Regions from separate parts of the Mus musculus genome. Here region 1 is linked to region 2. Evidence: chromatin contacts called from public Hi-C data. All regions are on one chromosome and are shown on one strand. Each heading gives the region's core, a stretch centred on a gene start, on an enhancer-like site or on the middle of the called end of the contact. The rest is flanking DNA. Distances are from core to core; before and after follow the strand shown. Region 1 holds the start of Lyrm4 (LYR motif containing 4). Region 2 holds the start of Ripk1 (receptor (TNFRSF)-interacting serine-threonine kinase 1).

What was found. A called contact is a pair of places that touch in the nucleus more often than the background predicts.
Region 1: a contact with region 2 is called in a Hi-C map of CD4 T cells, with 5 times the contacts expected there. The contact joins the promoter of Lyrm4 here to the promoter of Ripk1 in region 2. A contact is called at or near these places in 1 of 39 promoter capture datasets (pre-B cells) and 1 of 484 Hi-C or Micro-C datasets (CD4 T cells).

Annotation. Positions count from the first base shown.
Region 1 is chr13:36,114,023-36,118,959 of GRCm38.p6, reverse strand. It overlaps Lyrm4 (LYR motif containing 4), which reads left to right and starts at 1,603. Exons shown (of 3, transcript NM_201358.2): 1 at 1,603-1,885. The coding sequence starts at 1,800. It overlaps Fars2 (phenylalanine-tRNA synthetase 2 (mitochondrial)), which reads right to left and starts at 1,317. Exons shown (of 7, transcript NM_024274.3): 1 at 955-1,317.
Region 2 is chr13:34,000,446-34,005,520 of GRCm38.p6, reverse strand. It overlaps Ripk1 (receptor (TNFRSF)-interacting serine-threonine kinase 1), which reads right to left and starts at 3,158. Exons shown (of 11, transcript NM_001359997.1): 1 at 2,815-3,158. It also overlaps a transcript of Serpinb6a not described here.

The sequences.
Region 1 (4,937 bases), core at 354-2,853, 2.1 Mb before region 2:
ACCTGATCAAACAAACAGAAAGGGAACAAAAGGCAAGTTCTGTTCCATTTATTTAAAAATTAAATTTGAAATTTAAAAATCTATTTTGACTAAGACAAAAATCAAACAGGGGCTTAAGAGTGTTTTTATAAAAGCACTGTATCGTCAATACCTTTGATTGCCACTACATCAAGACGAGTAGGTATACTTAGATTCAAGGACAACAAGTTGCAAACATGTGATCCAGAAAAACACAGATTGTTTCGAATAGAGAATGAAAGCTTGATACACCAAAACAAATGATAAGGCATGGTAAATTGACTTCCGTCTTATCGTTAAAATGACTCTTTGCTGTATTTAGGGACAGAGAATTTGCAGGTAGTGGCTTGTTGCACCATCTTAATATAAAACAATATTCCAAAACTAACGAGTGAGTTCCAAACACAAGAACCAGAATTATTCGAAGCTTCTCTTCGCACAGTCCTAAGATCAAGGAACAACCCAAAAACTTAAGTACTTTAGTAAGCTGGTCCGTGATAGCTAAAAGCTGAGAAAAACCCTCTTTTTGCCTTGGGTCTGAAATGATGTCTAGGAAATCCCCTAAAGTCCTAAGGGTTCCCTTATTAATCATGACATCTAATTTATTTATGTGCTTGTTTGTTTATTTATGTTTACGCACTACAAAACCGTGCTCTTAACAAAAACAGTAGTGCATCCCACACTTTTAATCCCAGCACCGGGAAATCTGTGACCAGGAGCTCAAGGGCAGTCTGGACTACAAAACGAGACCCCGTCTCAAAAACAGGAAAGAAAAAAAAAAAAAAACAGAAAAGAAAAGAAAGAAAAAATAGTAAACAAACAAAAAATAGTGTAGCCCCTTAGTGAAGATCCCGGAAATGGAAGTCACAGCCGAATGCAAAGTGCATAACAGTCGGCGACCTGACACCTCTACTCTGCAGCAAGGCCAGCACTCACCCAGCGTACGCCGGGGAAACCAAACGCGGGCGTTTCGAAGTCCGCAAAGCGGCCACACACTCACTCCGCCGTCACTGAGCTTAACCTCTGGCTACCGAGACGCTGGGCGCGCTGGGCGCCGCCATCTTGACGGGAAGAGGCCAGGGCCCTAGGTCCCTTGAGCCGCTCGCCCAAAGACAAGCCGGTGCGCCAGGAAGTCGCCAGCTAGTTACCTCCGCACCACTGGCGCTGCGTCCCCCAGTCACGATGACACTGATAAACTCAGGCTGCCAACCAGACGGATCCAAAGCAAAGTCACCCTCGTTTTCGTGCACAGCAGGTCAGGCAGCGCCAAAGACAGCCGAGCCGGGCAGGGGCAGGGCTGGGGAGCGCGGCTCGTAACCCAGGCAACGGGGCCTAGGCAGGTGTAGGGGGCGTGGTGTCAGGAGACACCGGGATCTCGGCCACGCCCCCGGGCGGTTCGAAAGGCGGAGGAGGCTTTGAGCCCTGGTGTTCGAGCCCGCGACTGTCCTCCCGAGGAGCGAGCCTGGGGCTGGACGGCTCGGCCTCCTGCCGCCCGAGGAGCCTGTGAGGAACGCGGAGCCTCCAGGACACGGGCGCCACCCCTTAGCTGCCCGCCGCCCTGCCTGCGGCGCCACCTCTCGCGCAGGACGCGAGCCAGGCCGCGCGCGAGCCAGGCGGAGCCTCTCTTCTCCTGCCTTCCAGCGTGCTTTTTTTTTTTTTTTTTTTTTTTTGCATCGTTTGACATTTGGGTTCAGTTAAACTTGGGGCTTCTACGAAGAAGGACCTGTTTGGTTTTGTTGTTAGGGTGTTTTTTGGTTTGTTTGTTTTTGTTTATTTTCAACATGGCAGCCTCCAGCCGCGCACAAGTTTTAGATCTGTACCGGGCGATGATGAGAGAGAGCAAGCATTTCAGCGCCTACAATTACAGGTGACCCGGGGGGAGGGCCGGGAATCGGGTGCCCAGCTCTGTCTGCGGGGGTCGCGGATCAGGCGGCCACAACCTGTGAAAGTGACAGGCTCCACTCCCATGACGCGCACGTGCAACTGTCCACCCCCAGGTGTGACCCTCAGAGCCCTGGAGGGGAGGAGCCAAGGACTTGCCCTTCAAATGCTGGGATACCTTCCCTGAACTGACACCCACATAGGGGCTTTAGGACCATTAAACAGTGTCCTGTTTCTGCGGTACAAAGTGATGAACGCGAAGCTACCAGTGAGAAGCTAGGACAAGGAAACTTAGGGCATACCTATATCTTGCCTTGAGATTACAAGAGTGGAAGCAGGCAGTCTAGACCACGTGGACACAAAACTGAAGGCTTGCTCTAGGGCCCCCTTTCATTTCACTAGTGTTTTAATTCGTGACGTTGGTTCCAAGTATCAGATACGTTCTTACTAAAGGATGGTGGAGAGGGGCTACATATTCATGTTAAAGGTAAAATGAGTTGCTAAGCCTTTAAAAACTGAATTCTTAGTTTATCCAGCCTCGCCAAACTGAAATCTTACTGCTAGATCCTAGAGTCTAGGACCTATAACAAGAGGACAGGAGCATCAATTCTTCAAAAACATTTAAAACTTAAATTTATTTTAAGTTATAAAATGTATGTTAATGAGTTACTATGCGTGCACCTCACTTAAATGCACTAAAACTTACATTTTTAACTCTGCCCCATTTCTTTCCTTGCTTGGCCTATTCCCCTACTTGTATGAGTCCCTTATACTTCCTTGCCACATGGTAGTGGTGCACACCTTTAACCCCAGCACTGGGAAGGCACAGGCAGCCAGAGCGCTGAAATCGAGGCCACCATGAACTACACAGAGAAACCCAGTCTCAAAAAAACCAAAACAACACACACACACACACACACACAAAACTCTACCTCAGAACCTCCACCTTCACAGTTTCTGCTTCTTTGAAACTTCTGACCCAACATTTCTGTAGAGTTTTAGGGTTTTTCTGATATTTGGTGTCTTATTGATTAATTACCTGAATCCTTTGAGATTGAATCTAAGAATAAGAATCTGATGAAACCAGCTCATTTTCTCCAGACAGTTTGCTTATTTTCATTTATTTCCCAAGTCTTTCAAGTACTTAACAAGCTGTCCTTCACAGCTGCCCAGGCATGGGCTGGGTGTCTTGGCAGTTAACTCCTGAAACAGACCTGGTTCTAGGTGCACCCTTCTCTAGGGATTGAGCTACCCGTCCGGCTATGCACTACTTTAGTCTGTGAACAGATGCACCAACTTTCCCAGCAGTAATTCATATTTCAGAAACCTGCTGAGAAAATAATAGTTGTCGTGTCAACTGAGAATAGCACATGGGTTGGACAAGTGAGCTCATACCCAGCCGAACATAGGTTTTGATTTTATGTGATGACATTGGCTTTGGAGGAGAGGGGGCATAAACACTAAACCTCCTGGTAGGAGTTTCCACAAATACCTGTTATTACTTACTATTGATGGAAGACAGGAAACATGGAAGTAAATGCTTGGAGTGTTCCTTGCAGTCTAGAAGATGTCTGTCTCAAGAATAAAAATGGACTGAATAAACAGAGACTAAGCAGAGGTTCACACTGGGGGGCCCAACTGGAAACAAGTTCTGTAAAACACTGATAGCAACCCTAACAGAATATGCAGCTTTAGAGTTACTGGGCCTCAAGGACTTAGTTTTCTTGGTGATGAAACTAATTCACTGGACTACACAGCCTCTTAGGGGCCTTTTCGTCCTAAACTTCCATCTGGAAGTGACTTAAGAGCCAATACAGAAAGGTAGGCTGTGCCTCACAGAAAATTGAGACTGAGCTTCAACACAAGCAGCTGTGTGCTGACACGCACGCAGAGAGTAGTCTGTGCCTCACACAGATGTAATTTCCACAGGAATCAGGTGCTCTCCTTTTCCAGATACCATGTATCGAAACCCTGTGAACCCTGCCAGCATTATGTCCCATGAAATAAAACTAGCGTCATATAAAATAAGACTGCCTTTACAAATACCCTATAGAATTCAAATATAGCCCTGTCCCTCCATTGTCAATCCAACACAGTCATTCACTAAGTACCCATTGAGCACTTCTTTGTGATGGACTATTTTTCATGAATCGAAACTAAGCACTAGAGAAACTAAGTCTGCAACAAGAAGGTGGAAAGGGCCACATATACCAGGGTATATAGTCTCTGCTGTGGAACCCAGATTTCATTCTTGGAGTTCTGAGGATTAGGTAAGGTCCTTTGGGCAGCAAGATAAAAGAATCTCAAGCTAGAAGTAAAGATGTCAGAGGGAGTTGCTTATAATGGTGCAGAGGATAAACTAGAGGACATAGAGAACAGACTTTTGGTAAATAGGTAAAGGAGAGTATTACAACTCTGATGATTTGTTGCTGTCTTAGTCACTGTTCTATTTCTGTGAAGAGACACCACAACCAAGGCGAGTCTTATAAAAGAAGGCATTTAATTGGGGCTGGCTTTCAGTTTCAGAGGTTTAGTTCATTTTCAGCATGGCAAGGAGCGTGGCAGCATGCATGCAGACATGGTGCTGGAGAAGGAGCTGGGAGTTCTACATCCAGGTCTCCAGGTGGGAGAGAGAGAGAGAGAGAGAGAGAGAGAGAGAGAGAGAGAGAGACTGACTGAGACTGGGCCTGACTCTTAAAACCCCAAGACACACATCCTCCAACAAAGCCACTCTTCCTGATCCTTCTAATTCTTTCAAAAACTTCTACTCCCTGATGACTATTCAACAAATAGATGAGCCTATGGAGGCCAATCTCATTCAAACCACCATAGGTACCAAATTAAGGGGGGAAAAAGCGAAGGGAGGCCAGAGTGTAGGTAAGGTGAAACCTAAGACCCAGGAAAGGGGAGACATGGAAACCCTGCCATTAACAACTGAAACAGTAAAGAAAGAGCTAATCTGGAGAGATGTTTTTTCTCTCACTTTGGGAATGTCCCCCAAGTGAGCCCAGGGCATCCTGTAGAAGCAAGTAGTCACA
Region 2 (5,075 bases), core at 1,909-4,408:
CAATTTAAGTGTATGATTTCAACCTTATGAGTTCTACCTGGTTATTTCTCCTACTTGGCTAGGCCTCCTGAATCTTGCAGCCATGGCTTGGCTCTCTAGAGACTCCAGTGGTGTAGATCTAGGGAATGTCTTCACTATACTTTGAGAGCTTAGCTCTAGACCTAAGTAAGTTCTTCCAGTCTTATGCTTTATGAGTTTGGGCTGGTCTTAGCACAAATCCTCTCTTGATAGATTCTCAATTATTTCTTTTGTGTTTTTATTCCCCCCACCCCATGAATGATTCAAGTTTAGACTACTATTTTCTAGCAATGCTGGAGAGAAAACCCAGGGCCCCACACATACCAGTCATGTACTCTACTGGTAATGCCCATTCAGTCTATTAGCAGTGTATTTTGAGAGAGCCATGTGGGCAGTTTATTGAGGTAGACCCAAGGATTGCAAAACCACTGAATGTAAGGTAGGAAGCCAGATAATCAAACACCATTTTAAAGACTTAACTAAGTCATATTTACCTGTTATAGTAAGTGATAACTAACTTTAACTAATGTCATGTCTCAATGGAATTTGCTAATGTTTTGAGATAAATGATTATTAAGTCAGAACCACAGGAAAGTTAATTTTTTTCCACTGAAATGAATCAGAAATTTCAAAATGAACACTGGCAAAATAAGTCTACATTATATTTACATATAATACTGTTTAAGTTCACGCTTACTTAGTGAGTTCCAGACCAGTCAGGGCTATATAGCGAGACCTTGTTTTAGAAAAAAAAGTTGTATATTCGTGTGTACATATCCCTTTTAATGGCTGCACTCCTTTTAAAACCCAACTAATTTTCACTTAAATTTTCAGTGACTATCTTGTATAATAAGAGCAGGAGGACAAAGAATGTCAACTGCTAGCTGTGCCCTACTTCCTTCTTAGAAGAATTCTGATTTTACTCAGGTAAGTGACATATCAGTGGCTCGCTGCATCCAAGGTTCTTTAATTAAAACAGCCTGTGCTTGTTTCACAAAAGGGCATTGAACAAGGAATCAAACCACCAACAAAAGACAAGGTGGAATAAAATTTAACAAAGTATGATCAAACACATCAGCACATTGTGGTCTGTGAATTAATTTATCAAGACTATTTTCAATTTACAAATAAAGAAATTACAAGTTGAGGTTAAATGATTCACCCGAATTGAATTCACCTTACCCCTTCTCTCAGGCTTTCACTCTCAGTTCTTTAATATTTTTTTCTAGAAAGGCAACTAATAATTTTCTTTTGAAAACCCCCAATGCAAAGACGAAATTGTTGCCAGGCATAGTGTGCCATGGTATTCCAGGCATAGTGACACATGCCTTCCATCCGGACACCAGGAAGACAGAGGCAGGTAGATCTCTGGGAATTCAAGGCCAGCCTGGCCTTCTACATAGCTAGCTTCAGGATAGCAAAGGCTACACAAAGAGACCCAGTCTCAAAAACAATAAACAAACAAACAAACAAACATATAAAATCATATGGACTTACCCAGATTAATTGAATATTCTACATTTTAAAAACATGGGGATGTACAGATTAAATTTAAAAAAAACTTAGTATTATATCCATGTTTTTATAGTAAGACACATCTGCCAGAATGATATCCTACCGATGTGTGGGAAACTATATATTTGCTTCAAATTCCAGATCCTACTGGAGATATTAAGGAGACATTAACTAAGGTGTAATAGTACTGTGCCCAGTTTGTAAGTTGTTACCTTGGGCACATATCTTATTACAATCTTGAAAGCTTAACATTATGTGTAAGGCTCAAAGTAGCAAAGAATGAGAAAAATGGAAATTAAAGTTAAGAATTGTTACTACTGTTTTTGTCAGTCATACAAACAAAACATCCCAAATTTCATTTTCAATAAGACTAGTATATTTCTACATACAATACAGCTGTGATAGTTCACCTTTCTCACAAGCCTTAGTAGTATCTTTCCAGGGGCTACAGAATTACACAATTAAGTCATTGCATCCCAAAGTTCACTCTACCATCGAGTCTTCATGTGTTAAGAAAGAATACTTTCCTAAAGGTCTTTTGTGGAATTTCTTGATTAAAACAGCTTCAACTCTTTGCACAAAGTAAAAGAGCAAGAAAATCAAATGATCTGCAAGACACAAAGAATGAGTCACCCTGGGCTGCACCATCCATCCTCAGTGGGCTCTGTCCAACGCTTAGGTGAGGAGGATGTGGCTTATCTTTTTCACAACTCAGAAAAGGTCTGCAGCAACCCATAAATGCAAATGCTACTGAGGACCAGAGAAGCCTTGGATGTTTGACACTGGTCTCTCGTTGAGGTCGTAGATCACTCCTGATTTGCCAGCTCACCTCAAAAATAACGATGAAAGCTACCGACTGCTCTGCCACCTGCTGCCCCAAGACAACAGGAATAGACCCTTTTAAAGAGCTGGTAGGTCCAGGGTTGATAGGTTACATTTAGGTAGTCTTGTTGGGGTCCTAAAGCTTCAAGAAGCTGTCATTCCTACCAAAATAATCGTTCCATAGTCACTCTGTAACCATGGCTACGGCGCACCTTCAGTCTCGACTTGAGCTAAAACGACCTCAAGAAGAGTCCAACCTCCCGCTAGATGACAGCAAGTTCCGCGCTTTTCGATTTCCGGGAACGTTTGAAGTCCCGCCCGCCACCCGGCTTCCGGAAACAACGAGCCCCGCCCTCCGGTCCACGCGCAGAAATCGCGCGGCCTCCGCCCCTTCCGGGAAACCAGCTTCTGAGGAAACTAGCGGCGGCGCCCCTGGCCTCGACCCCCGCGCTGACTTACCTCAGAGGCCTTCCCGCGGCCAAGTACCCCGGCCTAGGTGAGGAAGGACGGGCGGTGGACGTCAGGAGCGGCGCCTCGCCGTGGCTGCCCGGCCGGGACGGCCCTGGGCCCTGACGAGGACCGGTCGGAGTTCGGTGCTGAAGTGGCGCCCAGCCACTCGCAGGTCCCCCACAGCCTGCCGCCTCCCGCCGCGTCCAGCTCGCACCTCCGCGGGTCCGCACCGCCGCTGGACTCCCGGGAGGTGAGCGGCACCGACACCCGCGCTCCCGAGGCCGTTCCGGGGGCCGCTGGTCCTCCTCTAAGGACTACTGGGGTGGTGCTAGGCTGCGGCCGCCCCTGTCTCCGCCTCTGCTCACGCCCCGGGGCTGTGTGCACGGGCGAGCGCCAGCCTCCCAGCTGGGCATTGAGCTCTACTGAGCATGCCAGGTTCGCAGCACGACCATCCCGGAGGCCCGCGGGCGGAAGGAATGGCACTTTTGCCTTGCTTTCTGAGCGAGTTCTGAGAGAGCCCTTAAAAAAAATAATACGGCGGTCATAGCTGCTATATGTCAGGGCGGAGACCGCTTGGCCCGCTAGATAGCGCTGTGTGCGACAGTGGCCTTTGCAAGCTTTGTGGGTTCAGAGGTGACACGGTGACAGAACCACTGGTAAATTATCGTTCGTCCACCACAGCAGCCTGTCGAGGAAGAAACGTGATTAATTTGTAGCCCTCGAAAATAGTAGTTGAAACCCCAAGCAGAAACTGTGTTGCTGCAGGTGTCATTAAGAAGAAAGTTGCACGATAGTCCAGTGATCCCTTATTGTCAAAAGATAAATATGACAAGACAGAGAGAGGGCCACAAAAGACACGATAAAGGAGTCTTATTAAACCATACACACGACCACTTTAAGAAAATTCACAGCCATTTTACCAGATACCTCACCATACAAATAAGCATTAAAAAGATGCTCAATGTCAAAGGACATTAGGGGAACTCAACTTTGATGTAGAGTACACATAAAATGCCCCCAAATCCCAAACATTCACCGATGTTAACAAAAACGTACACTAACTGAAAATCACATACATTCCTGCAAAGAATGCAAAACCTTTATGGTTACTGTATGATTTATCAGTTTCACATACAGGTATGTACCCAAATGAACATACATCTAGTGTATAAACACATGTACTTAAGTTGGGTTTTTTGTTTGTTTGTTTGTTTGGAGTTCTTTCCGGGTGGGATTGGGTGTGTGTGTGTGTGTGTGTGTGTGTGTATAAAACTCCACATATGGGAGGCCAGGAGCCCACCTCCAGTTAGCTCCTTCTTACAATGCATCTTTTTCTTTTCCATACAAGGTATTACTTTTACCTTTTGCTTGTGGAATGGACTAAGCTGTCTGGCCAAGGCAAGAGGCACCAGGGGTGTCTCCATGGCCAGTTTTGTTTGTTTGTTTCTGTATGAGTGCTGGGGATTGAACTCAGATCCATATGTTGCCATGGAAAGCACTTTGCTGAAGGAACCATGAGCTATCTTCTTCAGGTTCCTGTACATTGTTTTTCCTTAAGTTTTTTGTTTGTTTTATTTACGAGTGTGTATATAATAGAGTGCAGATTCTCCTAGAGGCCACAGAAAGGTATCAGGTCCCCTGAAGTTAGAGTTTACAGGTGAACTGTCTGGTGTGAGTCTGGGAACCAAACTTGGGGTCCTCTGCAAGAGCAGTATGTGCTTTTAACAGCTGACTCACACTTCCAGCTCCTGTATCTGAAAAATTTAAAGGTTTATTTGATATGTCTGAGTGCTTTGATTGCACGTTTGTGCACCACTTGCATGCCTGGCGTCCATGGAGGTCAGAAGAGGGCATGGGATCTCTTGGAATTGGAGTTATGGATAGTTGTGAGTCACCATATGAGTGCCAAGACCCAGGTCCTCTGCAAGAACAACTACTGAGCCATCTCTCCCATTACTGTATTTAACTTTTGCAGCAGCTTTTCATAATTGCCAAAACTTGAAAGCAAATAAGTTACATTTCAATAGCTCTAGTAAATCTACCACAATGGACTACTACCTAGCACTAAAATCAATTATAGAATTAAAAAAAAAAAGAATTTGGTGTGTTCTTGTGTTTTCTAAGAAAAAAAAAATCAATCTTAAAAAACTAAGTTACAGTGTATGACTTCAAAGATGACGTCCTCAGTGAGAAAAAGTTATGAAAGGCCAGTGGTTGCCACGAGATTGCAGAGAAGTGGGGTATATAAGCAAAGCATAGGGGACTTTTTT